Regions from separate parts of the Sus scrofa genome. Here region 1 is linked to region 2. A link is a contact called in public Hi-C data. All regions are on one chromosome and are shown on one strand. The core of a region is the stretch at or near the end of the contact, and the rest is flanking DNA. Distances in the headings are between cores, read along the strand shown. Region 1 has its middle 280 kb from the start of NRP1. Region 2 overlaps NRP1 (neuropilin-1).

Region 1 (6,525 bases), core at 1,831-4,330, 320 kb after region 2:
AACCAACCAGCTCAGAGGAGTGAGAATCTATCGAGTTTTATAAAAAATATTAATCAGCCAACAGTTTGGTTGCCTTTCATTTAAGTCATGCTGGGTGATTAACTTATTCTTTGCAAAAGCCAGATAAAGAGAAAACAAATTCATTCAATAAAGAAGAAGAGAAATCAATAGGTCTTTTAGGGCCAGAATAAGAAAACTCAATTCAGAGAATAGAACTCCACTTTCAAAAGAATTAGAGAAACAATAGCACAGTCTTTTAATGTATTACATAAGGAAATACATTACGAATAAGAAAGATAAGAAAAAAGATCTTTCATTAGAGCCGTTGTTCTCAAATTCTCAAGAATCACCTTAAGTCTGGTTAAAACACAAGACTGAATATTCTATAGTCAGAACTGCCTGAGAATCTATATCTCTAATAAGTTTCCAGGTAACCCTGATGTTACTGGTCAGAAGACCACACTCTGAGAACCTCCGCATTAAAGGATGGGGGAAATTCCTGGCAATTTCCAAAAAGTCACTAAATTCTACTTTAGTCTATATGTAGGGAAACCTGGGATTAGAAGAAAGGAAAATGAGGCAAAATAAGAGAAATCATTAAAATCCATTCTAGGCCTTGACAACTTGAACTACAAACACTTAAGGACACATCCAGAGTACTTGCAGGATCATCAGCTGTCATTTTAAAGATTTTTTTTGAAGAGCAAATGCTTTGACCAAAACAGGAATGGAACAATTCGGATTCGTCTTCTAACCAGAGAAAGAAATGACCCTGAAAAAGCCTGGACTGCTCACTTCTCTACATAAGAAGTTAGGGGGAAAGACAGAGGAAATAATCACAAAAATCTACTGTCAGGCACCTTGAAAAGAGCAGGGCAATGAGTAATAACAAGGACTGCTTTCCAAAGAAAACGTTCTTTCGCACGGTTTTAGATTTGGAAAGGATCTCAGGAGCATGTGGCCAAGCGTCTTATTTTAAAGGTAAGTGATGAACAAAGATTTTTTTTTTTTTTTGGTGCCCAAGGTCATGCAGCCGATAAAGGTGAGGATCTCGGTCTTCTGAGTCATTCGTAAAGCAGCTGTGGGTTCTACTGGTTTTAACTGGTAGGCTTAGCCTTCCCTAGTTCCTTGAGGTGGCCAGTGAGAGAAGTAAGCATATGGGAGGCCTCAGCACACGTGGCCAAGTTCAACCCATGTGCAACATCCTGGGTCCTATTCCCAAGCTTTGTCCTGCAGGCCATAGGGCCACTCAGACTCTTCTGTTGCAGCGGGCAGGGGTGGCAGAGAGGCAGCTGGGTGGCTGTCCTGGAGAAGCCCTGCATCTAATTGCCCTATGACAAGACTGCTCATTCCATGTCAGCATTGGTTGTCAATACCCCGGGGAAGAAGAATGAAGTATGTGGTTACCCATCAGTGCTAGTACGTACCTACAACACCCAAAGAGGCGTGGCTCTGGACATCTGGGAGCATCAAGGGAGAGAAGGTTTCCTTGTCCCCAAACGCTTACTGGGTCCACAGCTGTATCATCAAAGGTCCGTCATCTCCACCCTTGTGGAACAGAATGCTTGGTACCATCTTTGGCCCAAAGCGTGCAATGGGAGGGAGCTTAGGACCCTTCAAGTCTGACACCCCCATGCTACAACAGCTGCAGATGAATCTTGATGCATCAGATGAAAAGCTTGGACTAAACTCAGATGTCCTGGCTCCTGATTCCGAGATTTTTTCACTTCACTGCACTACTATTATGACAGATCTTTGCAATATGAATGAAAGGCCTTCCTATTCCGGTCAAACCAAGTCAAAGAGAAAAGGTTGTGGAATATGTGTCAAGGTCACTCTGTTCTGTGAATAAAAGGGATTCTCCATAGTGAGCCTGATTTCTCAGCCTCAGCTGCACCTTAGACTCACCTGGGCACTGATGCCCATTACTGAGCCACCCCAGAGACCTGTATGCAGGTAGCCCCGGGGGCAGTCCGAGCACTGGGGGCTTCAAAAGATGCCTGATGAGTCTCATGTCCGGTCAACATTGAGAGAATCATTGCTCTACAGGAATGACCCTGAGACCATTTGACTCAGTGAAGGCAGAGAGCTTCAGAGATGCTGGCAGTATGGCTTCTTATGAAGAGAACACACCTCCCCATAAAGGAATGGAATCCACAATCTCCTGGTTCCACTCGTGAAGGGGATTTGGGCTCTTTTACTATGACGACACCACCATCACTGTCACCCTTGATGCTCAGACAGCTGAGGCCCAAAGCCCATTCCTTGGCTCCTGCTGCGCAGCTGGAAAAGGCTCTGACGACAGTCGTATTGCAGAGGCTAAGAGGAGAGAGGCACAGAGTGCGGAATACCACCTGTTCTGGCTCCAGAAGCGCAGCCTCTGGACTCAACCTGAGCCAGCTTGCTCCTGGAGGTTTACAGACGCCTTGACCTTCCAGTCATGAGTCCAGGAAAGAGGCCCCAGGGAGGCCCCTCTCGACCCCCTTTTAAGGCTTTGCCTCTTTTTCCCAGTTGAGATCAGGCTCTGTGTGTGGCTTTCCAGCAGGCCTCCTGTGACAAGAGAAATGTCGCCCATGGCCCCGTCCCATGCAGCAGGCACTCGTCAATGCCAGCCGCAGGTGTTACTGAGCATTTCAACGGGGGCTAGTGCAACCCATGAACTGAACTCTTACTGTTTTTAACTTTAATCAGTTGACGTTGTCATATGCGGCCCGTGACCAGTGTGTTCGATGTGAGATGGCATTACACAAAGATGTCATCTAAGACACATTCCATCCCGCCATCTCTTAACAGCCCCTCTCATGCACAAGTGAGTTCTCAGTTCTGAAATGGGAAAAAACAGGGTCCTTTTGTGGCATTGCTTCAGAAAGAAGGGCAGTGACCTTCGGAAAGCAGGACAGGCTGTGACCTCAACATAAGCGAGAAGCCTCTGCCGTCTGGCCCGGCCACAGCCCAGGCCGTTTCGCCGCTGACAAAAACCTGACAAACCATCGTTTTATTTGGACTCGGGGAAAGAGTCAAGGCGAAATGTTGCAACAACCATTTTTTTTTTTCTCCAGCAGTTTCTAGCACTTCCTGATTTCTTGGGTATCAGGTTACGCTGCCCCTCACATTCCTGTTACATTAGCACTTCCTGGTTCCATAAATACTGGCAATAGACATTCGGGATCCCCAACCAAACACAACAAAAACACCAAGGTTTTGTTTTTAGTAACTTCACCTTTTGAACCTCCCTGTTGTGTTCATTCAAACGGGTGACAAAGGCTGGACTTAGAATCTCAGCTTAAAAAAAAAAAAAAAAAGAAAGCAGCCTTTAACTCAGAGACAGAATGGACTAATTAGGATCTGCAGTGAACATCTGAGCTCATCAAACCGCTTCGTTGCCTGGGCCTGGACTGACTTGTCCCCCTAACCCCTCTCCCTCCCTCGGCCTCTCCAGTCCCTCTGGCCAGTCTGAGCCCCTGAAGGGTCCAAATGGTTAAAAGAAGGCCTCTGGACTCGGATTGCCTGGAGTAGAAAAACACCTCAGTCCCTGCGTGACCTAGGGCCAGCTACTTAATTTTCTGGCTGCATTTTCCTCACACACTAAACAGGGAAGGTAATAGTCTCATTCGTAGAGTTGTTTAAGCAATAAATGCGTGAACGCTTATAAAACACTTAGAAAAATGCCTCGTGTATACACATTTCTTAAAACATTTAAGCCATCGCGACTGGTGACATAGAATTTTTAGTCAGCAGCCACTGGTTATTGTAAACTTCGTCTGTCTGCTTCCCTCCCAGTCTCTGCTGAAAAAGGACAATACACTCGTTCTCAGAGCTCTGCCGAGAAGAGCAGAGGGGAGAGCCCTTATGGAAGTGACATTGACAGGAAGCAGGTGGATGTCCCCAAGGTTCAAGGGCAGGGGCACTGGGATCCCCCAGGGCCTCAGGAGTGTCCAGGTCCACACATGAGCCTCAGCTTGGCAGACTGGAAATGTGATGGGCAGCACAAGAAGCAGATCCGTCCCGCAGGGACGAGCTGACCACAGCCACATGGGCTGGGCTGAGAAACACACATGGAAGGAGAAGTACCCCGTTTCCTCGACTGTCCTGAGAAACACAACTGGCAACTGAGGCGTGGCCTCAGAACATTCTCCCTCTGTATCCACAGCACAGATAACACCAGATCAGGATGAGAGCTGCCTGCACATCCTGTGCTCCCGACAATGGGATTTCACAGGTGCAGGAAGGGACCCCGGGTGGGTCCTTGTCTATCACAGGCTGAGATGCAAACCGGGGATCAGACAGGTTTCTTCCTCCGGCCTGAGCACGCTCTCCCATCCAGGGCTGAAACAAGCATCCCCAAATTCTTGCCTCCAGAACCCACCAGCACCCCTTGCTGAGCAGCGTGATGCTTCCTAGACACCTATGTGCTCACAAGCTATTTTCGGGTCCTGCTGACCAGGACGTCAACTGCTCCGCTTTTACTTGTCTCCACTCTCATTCTTTAGATGTCAGTGTCATGTCTGATGCTCCTTGCACCCCTATCCCCCCACCTCTGGGTTCTCAGGGATGGCTTCCATAGTTCATGCAACAAAAGGCGAAACAAATATGTGATCGTTTTTATACAGCTAGTGATTTAAGATTGCAGTTACCTCCTAAAAGCATCTGAGGCCATTTTGTCCCTAGGGCGTGTTTGTTTTCTTTTTATGCCGGATGCCTTCTCTTTGATCCTCCAGATCCACTCTCTGTCTTCTCCACCCTCTTTCCTGCCCCGGAAGGCTGATGAGTATGCAGGCCATCCGTGGACCCTTGGACTCCAGGCTTGGCGGAAGACGGAGAGGGAGGAGAGGCGCTCAGGTTATTTGCTGCCCTCAGCCCCTTTCCTTTTTGCTGCTCAGGCAAACAACCCTGCCCCTCTCCGGAAGGGCTCCTCTATTAGTGGCTTAAGAATTCCAGACACCCCTTCCCTCCTCTCAGCTCCCGGGCCTTAGTCATGGTGGCTTCTCTGATGCTATTAACCCCAGGTTACTGCAATATTCCTTTTGTGCTTTCCTACATTTTCATAAAGAGTTCCTTTGTGAACCAACCTTTGAAATCTCCTAATTTGAGCGAGCCATCTGTTCCTTGTTGGTATCCTGAATGATGCACTTTGTTTTGGGTTTTAGTGTTTGCAATTTTCCATGTCGCCGTATGGAATGTTAACGTTTTAAGTGGTGAGTGAATGACCTCACGGCAGAAATACTTCAATGGCGTGGGAGTCATGGATTCTAGATCCCCCCGGCTCAGACCCTGATGGCATCATCACCACCCAGAATCCCCGCTCACAGCCCCGTGCCCTCCCACGGCAGCTGTGCAGGGCGTGGGGGTAGGCGGGCAGGGCACATCTCATGAGTGTGCACGGCCCCTCCGACACCCCAGAAAGAACCAGTTCAGGTGCAGGTCCAGCAGCAGCAGCAGGAGACTCACATCCAGTGTGTTTTTATAAACGGCAGACTCAAATTTTTTTAGAGCTAGAAAGTTCATTAAAGACCCCAACGTTCATTTCCTGTGTAAGGAAACAAGACCAGTTCTACCAAACCATTGAGTTAAGATGTTTCACAGAACCTGGTCAGGGACCCAGCTTCCTCACTTCCAGTCCAGTGGCTTCTAAAAGAAGACAGCTTCTCCTTAAAATTTAAGGAACCAAGACTTCCATCAGGGGTTTTTAAACATTTAAGACATTCATTTGCTTAATGCAGAGATTGCATCAACTTGCTTCCCACTTATAGTTCCATTAAAACTCACCCCAAAAAATCACGGGCATAAAAAGATTTTTTTCAAATATAGGTATTATATTTGCACATACATGTGTGTCGGTGTAAATACCCATATGTGTGTATGTGCTGATGTGTTATATATGTATGCATGTTTCCTTCCCAGTCTTATCTTGGTTCTCATCACTTTAGCTTCTGTAGCCCTGGGCATGCGCCTCTGTTCATGGCTGGTTTAGCATTAACATTTGGGGAACTGTGACAGGCTCTTTGAAACCATGGGGAGAGAGCTGGGTATTTGATGGAAAAAATAACCTATCAAATCACGTTTTCTTGATGTGAGTTCACTGACAAAAAAGAAGAATCATTTCCTAAACGTGCTATCTGAGGGAAAAAAGGAACTTAAGGCAATGCTAGAATATTGACATTCAGGCAAATAGGGAGGACTGGGCTCACTGAAGACTTGTCATATAGTCTTTGACTTTTTATTCAAATTCTACATTGAGCAATTTTTATAAATTTGAAGTTCCATGTTTGTCACTGGAGAATGTCAAAAGCAAATATTCTCCATTTCGATGTCATTTTATTTTTAGTTATTAATGTATAGTTGATTTACAATGTGGTGGCAATTTCTGCTGTACAGCAAAGTGATTCAATCATATATATATATATATATATATATATGTTCTTTTTTAAAAAATATTATTTTCCATCATGTTCTATCCCAGGAAATTGGACATAGTTCCCTATGCGATACAGTAGGACCCTACTGTCTATCCATTCTACGTGTGAT
Region 2 (6,583 bases), core at 1,738-4,237:
CAAGTTCTGTGCCCTTAGGCAGATCTTATAGCCTTTTTATACTTAGCTTCCTCTTTGGTAAAATGAGGACGCTAATGTCTCATGGGGTGCTTGTGAGGGCTAAAGATCCTATCTACCACCACCAGCCATGCGGTGACACCATATGAATTGTAGCTGTTACCACTACAGGCCCAGGCTGGCACATTGCCAGAATGTAAATTCCATATTCTTCCCACGAATCAAAATACTACTCCAACTTCTACTACCTACTCTTCATCCACACGGACTTGTGCCAGGAACTTAACTAGGTACTCTTCCTGCATAATCTCATTTTACAGCCAATAACCCCACAAGGTACCATTTGTAGGTCCACGTTCTAGCTGAGAGCAAGGAGACTTAATGAGGTTCCACTGAGTAAGCCCAAGGACACAAAATAAGTGGCTGACCCTGGGTGAGGGCTGTGGAAGCCGGCCACACTCCTTCCACAGCATAAACCAACCCTGCCCTTCCCCCCTCAGATCCGCCCTTCCTTCCCATCCACTTGCTCTCCTCGCAGGGGTCCACCAGGCCTGCAGCCTCGCCCAGCACACCAGCCTTTGGGTCAGAGGCATGGGTGCTGAGATGGGAGCCTCAGTCTGTCCTGCTCAGAAAACTGCCTCTGGTCCTTGCCTGAGCGCCATCCCTGGAAGCTTAGTTCAGGATATTTGAGACAGAAACTTGTTCCACATTTAAAAAAAAATGGCCACAGGCCCTTTGCTTCAGAGGGATATGCTTGGTTGAGACTCACAAAGGGGTCCCGGGGGGCCTTGAGAGCGGCTGTAGCTCCTGCCCGTTTCCCTACGCCAAGACCTGGTTGCTAAATGCTCTATTTACGTACAGAAAATCCCTGAAAAGGGAAAAGATGAACTCTGTGACCTGGAAAAATCACTTGAAGAAGTTCACGCTCTGAGCTTGCGACCCTCTCCTACCCAGTCGGGAGGAAACACGCTGACCCTACCGACACCTGCTCTGGCCAGAGCCCTCCAGGCGCCTGCGCCCTTCTCTCCCTCCGAGGCCATGAGACTTGGCCCGACTTCCCTTCCCCCCTGAGCTATGAAACGTTTCCAAAGACGCAACACTGGCACTCCTTGAGCTTAGCTTTGAAAAGGACAAGAGAAGCCTTCCTCCTGTTTTCAATGACCTGACTGATAAAATCTCTACACATTTTTCAAGTCTACCTGGCTGGCGGATTGGAGAGACGGGCCTGGAAACTTCCAGAACAGCATCTGTGTCGGGAAGAACTCCCCTCAGGGACCGCTTGGGCACTGCCTCAGCTGCGCATGCGTCCTGACGCCCCACGTTGGACGGTGGCCGGCGAGGATTTCAGAAGCGCGGTACCTGCCACCGGGCCTCCTGGAGTCCCATACTGACTACCTGCCTTCCCTCAGGGTTGCTGCCGTGTCCCTCCGCCACGTGAGCTGAGCCAAGTCCAAGGCAGGCGACATTTCCATGCAAAAAAGCAGGACTAGTAGGGCTGGACTAGGAAGAGCCATTGCCTGCTTCCCACTTGGGCTCCGCCCTTGGGGTCCGCATGTCAGGGACGCATGCGCGGCAGCCCTACCTAGGTAGGCTGGAAAACCTGTTGAGCTCCCCTGTCCTAAGACTACGTTCAGGATCTTTCCTTCAGCCTGAAGTTAGCAGTTAGGCAGAAGAGGGCTGACCTTTGGAGGAGCAGGTTTCATAAAATAAATAAACTGGATGACGGCATATAAAAGTTACAAACTTCCTTAGGATGCCATATGCGAGCAACTTGTAAACAGCCCATAAATATCACCTGCTGGGCACGAAGCAAGGTGGCTGATGCAGAATTCTGCACGAACACATTTTCTGCAACAGGGAGCATCTGGTAAGGACAATTTAGACTCTGGTTGGCACACGAGGACAGTGATAAAACCTGTTACGACTGACTTGTGTCTGCAGTTGTGGATCGTGAGTCGCTCTCCCTGGGTGTGGATATAGAGCCGTCTAGTGTGATCCAGGGGTCGCTTGGGGGCTGAGTGGTGCCAGCAGTGGGATTGGAAAAGGAGCGCAGCATTTGGCGGGGACTCCCACATCACAAGTGGGATTTCACCAGCCACCACCACCGCCCAGTTTTTGCAGCAGGAAAAACTGAACCTTTCATAGTAGTGTCAGATTTTTGAGCCATTTTCTTTTCTTCTCGCTTTTTTTTTTTTTTTTTTTTTCAATTTTCTTTTTACAGCTGAAGATGGAAGTTCCCCGGCTAGGGCTCTAATCAGGCTGCAGCTGCAGACCTATGCCACAGCCACACCAGTGCCGGATCTTTAACCACTGAGCAAGGCCAGAGATCAAACCACATCATTATGAACACTATGTCCGGTTCTTAACCCACTGAGCCACACTGGAAACTCCTTTAAAAAATTTTAGTCATTTTTTAAAGGTTCACATCTATGTCGCGCTTAGAGAACAGCATGTAGAAAAAAAGCATTGTGAATAGCGACTGTGACCTCTACCCACGCTTGTCTTCGGTCTCCTAAATATAAATTCCAGAATACTTTATTCTACAAAGGATTCAGTTTCTTCCATAGAAAATAATAATGAGAAGGATGAATGAAGTTTGGTGGTCTTTTCTCCCGAACACACTTAGCACAGAATCTTCACGTAGAAAAAATACTTCCAATTTCTCCAAAGTGGAGAATAATTATGACAAGAGAAACAGAACTGAAGAAAAGGTGGGCTAATGGGTTTTTTTTCCCTACAAACATGTACACAAGGTAGACATATTTTAGTGCCATTCTCTCCCCTCCTCCCAGCACAAACCTTTCCAATTATACTTTTAATCAAGAATTCCTTCTTATGTTGTGACTTCCTGCCCCTCTGGGTTCCTATGATATACAGTTTCCATCCTGGTCTCATCCTGTTTGGCCCCTTTGCGTAAAAGCTAAGGAGCCTGGCCCAGGGCCTGCCAGGGCTTTTCAAAGCCCCAGCAGTCTGTAAACAGGAAAGATTTCCTCTCAGGCGGAGGGCCCCTCCTTGATCAAAAGATGGCTCTGGGATAAGGACTTCCCCCCAATTTTCAGCCATTAGCACTTTGAGATCAGATGCCCTCATGGAGGGCACATCGCTAGCCATCCATGGCAGAGGGGCCGGGCATCCTGCCAGAAGTCCGAGGGCCACACAGAAAATGCAGGAAGAAACATTTGCAGCTGCTCCGTCTGTTCAGGAGGAGGGAGGGGCTGGAGAAACATAAATATCTCCTCTGCGCAATGGCCCCGGCTACTTGACAGCCAGGGAGGGCAAGCTGATCAGACTTCAGTGCAAGGAAGGGGGACAGGGGAGCTCCCCAAATTTGGAAATCATCACTCCACACAAAAAGGCTGCTTTTATCCCCATGGTTAGTAAGTGGCTGGAGGCCACTTTAAAACTGTTTTTGAGAAAAGGGAGCATAGCCAATGACATTAGCTGGAGATATGTGTAAAAGTTCTGGTTATGCCTGTCTTAGAGTCAACTTTCTTGCTTTAGAGCCACAGTTCCCGTTAGCAAAGCTGACGAGATCTTTCTCCAAGGCGGCTCAGTTTCTCTCTATCATTTCAGCAGCATCTATCAAATTCGGGCAAAATCTGCCCCTCAGCAGTCAGCATATTTTGCATTCCTTTCTAGTTAATCACACCATCAGTGAACCTCAGTGTCTATGGGTGAAATGCCACGGAAGCCCAATCAAGCCATCCTGCATCTTTTTTCTAAGTTGGGCCAACAGATCAAAGTCTGTGCCAAAACAAACAAATAAACAAACATTTTTAAAAGACCTGCTTTCCAGCACTGGTCTTATCTAGAAAGCTCCTTCTTTTTAATTACCTGACAAGGGAAAGGAGGGCTTTGAGTTCTTATCCACCCTTCTCTGTGACTCTCGGCGGGCACTGCCAGACTGCCTGGTTTCATTTGCTTTCTCCTTATTTGGATAATCTCCATTTTCTGAAAGATTCCAAACTTGCAAATCCCAGAGGAGGATGAGACCATTGTTGGCCTCTCCCTTCCACGCTCAACTCCACGTTTAAACTCTACCTTATTTCTTTCCAACTGACAGTGATCATTATACTGTAGAGAAGGGATGAGGCCAAACTTTGGCAAGGTGAAAGGGTTTCACTACATGTAAGTCGGGTTTCAGTTTCAGATCTTCTAAGTCAGAGGCTGGTGGTTAATAAAGAAGAAGTCAATGTGAAATGTGATGGAGGTGATGAGAGGAAAATGAAAGTCTGCCCACACAGAACAGAAGTGAGCAACGACTTAGAAAACACCGCCCTCAACCGTTGGCCATAGCCTTCACCATCGTAAACAGTAAATCATCTGTTTATAAGTCCTGCCTCCCCCATTCGCTGTAACCCCATCCAAGGACAACAAACAAGGCATTCTTGATCATTCTGTGTCTGATCCTCACTAGTGATACCGGCATATGATATACGTGCCTCCCCCCAGTTTTGTTTTTGTTTTTGTTTTTTTTTAAACTAAATACTGGCCTGGGGAAGAAATACTGGCCTGGGGATGAAAAAGAAGAAATGAAATTTTTTTTCCCCAAATTTTGAGAATCTGTTTTTCCATCAAGATATAAATGGGGGATTTAACCAAATCACATGACGGAACAAACATTTCCTGTGTGATATTCAGCCGTTCTTGGGAAATAACTAAATGAAATTTGGTTAACACATAAACCAAGGTCGAAGAGAAAATAACTGAAACATATTATAATCATTAGTTTAGGAATAGACCGAGACATTTTCATTAAATACTTTCCATTTTTGGCCTCCATTCCTTTTTCTTTCACTGATTTGCTTTTCTTTATTTGAATAGAATTCCTACCCCCAGAAATACTGTATCATCACTACCAAAAAAAAAAAAAAAAAAAAGAGAGAGAGAGACAGAAAGCTAAGAGAGTGGAAAAGAAAACAAACACCACATAAGAGACCTTGGTAACATTTTCTTCTCCTCTGATGTTCTCGGTCAGCCACTTATGTCCTGCTCCAATTATTATTATTTAAAATTTTTAAAAATTTTAGTACAGTGAATTTACAATGTCATGTTAGTTTCAGGTGCACAGCAACGTATTTCAGTTACACATACACACACACACACAGGTTCTTTTTCAGATTCTTTTCCATTATAGGTTATTACAAGATATTGAGTCGAGTTCTCTATGCTGTACAGTAGATCCTTGTTGTTTACCTATTCTATTCCAGCGGTGTATATATGCTAATCCCAAACTCCTAATTTATTCCCCCCCCCCGCAAGCCTCCAATTTTGCCTCACTGGTCCCTTTACTCTTCAGCACCTACTCTACCATGACTGTTCCCTACCAGCCATCCCAAGTGCCGTTATCCAATGCAAACTTAGTTTCAAGATAAGCTGTGTCTTTCATTGCTCTGGGGAATGGAATGAAACAACTCCATCTAAACCAACAGCCATATGGTTGGCATTCAATCTGCTCATCTCCTTTTATTTGGGGACCTATTCGGTCTAGGCCTGAATCTTTTCAGAAATGCACAGCACCGCCCACAGATGGCATCGGGCCACTGCTTGAAAGCTGCTGGAGGAGGGAAGCTGACCGCTCTACAAGATGGTCCCTCATCAGCGTAGAAAGTGAGTAGAAAACCATATGCCTCGAGTGTAAGCAATGTAACCCCAAAAGGCGGAAGCATCCATACAACCAGACTGACTTTAATGTAAACAGTCGAATCAGTTCTTTGTAACTGAAGCGTGATCTGCTACAGAACCACAGGCACCATAATGGTGTGTCCGCCAGGCCACAGTTGAGCACCACATGACATTACAGTGGCCCAAAATACAGCACACGGGGACAGGAGAGGGAGTCAATAGTTGGGGTCAACTTTCTAGTAACTGTTCTAAGAGTTGCTGTCACATACTTAGGTGAAAAACAACCATTACTGCATTTGTACAAACATATGCCATGTACTAAAACCATTTTTTAAAATATGTCCGCAACTCTCCAATTACAGTAGCTCAAGATGGGCCATGGACGTCCCTGGGAAATCCTATTTTATGCGTTAGATTTGTTATGTTGTATCAGGATGAAAATTTCTACCCCTTGGTCCCTGTTCTCCCCTTCAAGGTGACACAGAGTAAGTTCTAACCCCCCTGGAGCCCTCACTGCTGTACCTCAAAGCACCAGATCATGAATATGCACAACCTGAAACAAACCACCAAGAGGAAAAACCACGCAAGCTCTCATGAGGAAGTGAGAACAGGTGAGGGGAGCACCGTCCCGGGTGACAGGAGAACAGAGTTGGCACCACCGTCCTCCTCACCGGGCAAGTCACCCACTGTGAAAACGCCAGTTTCTTCATCTCTCAAATGGAAGGATCAGAATGTAAATTTGGGGTTATCTTCTTGGCTAGCTGCCAAGCAGTGTATGTGTGTTTATAACTTTCCTCACGTTTACCAAGATGGGCATTATGACTAGAAACTTATTCTAAGAACACAATTTGAGGTCTTTTAATGTAAGAAGTATTTTGAACAACAATTTTAACTATAGCTGTTATACACATACTTGTGTCTGTGTGTGTGCGCGCGCACGTGTGCATGCACATGCAGGGAA

The links. Hi-C and Micro-C count contacts between places; a contact is called where the count stands out from the background.
Region 1: a contact with region 2 is called in a Hi-C map of liver, with 6 times the contacts expected there. The contact joins two enhancer-like sites. A contact is called at or near these places in 1 of 47 Hi-C or Micro-C datasets (liver) and 1 of 2 datasets of contacts at active chromatin or transcription factors (alveolar macrophages).

Annotation. Positions count from the first base shown.
Region 1 is chr10:56,711,946-56,718,470 of Sscrofa11.1, forward strand. No RefSeq gene overlaps it. Among named protein-coding and RNA genes, the nearest start is that of NRP1, 280 kb to the left of the region's middle. Within about 2 kb of position 3,081, at least 39 of the 83 cell types and tissues checked have an H3K27ac peak or open chromatin away from gene starts, as enhancers often do. A contact at or near this core is called in alveolar macrophages and liver, where this site is marked.
Region 2 is chr10:56,396,879-56,403,461 of Sscrofa11.1, forward strand. All of the region lies in intron 3 of NRP1 (neuropilin-1), which reads right to left. Among named protein-coding and RNA genes, the nearest start is that of NRP1, 31 kb to the right of the region's middle. Within about 2 kb of position 2,988, at least 36 of the 83 cell types and tissues checked have an H3K27ac peak or open chromatin away from gene starts, as enhancers often do. A contact at or near this core is called in alveolar macrophages and liver, where this site is marked.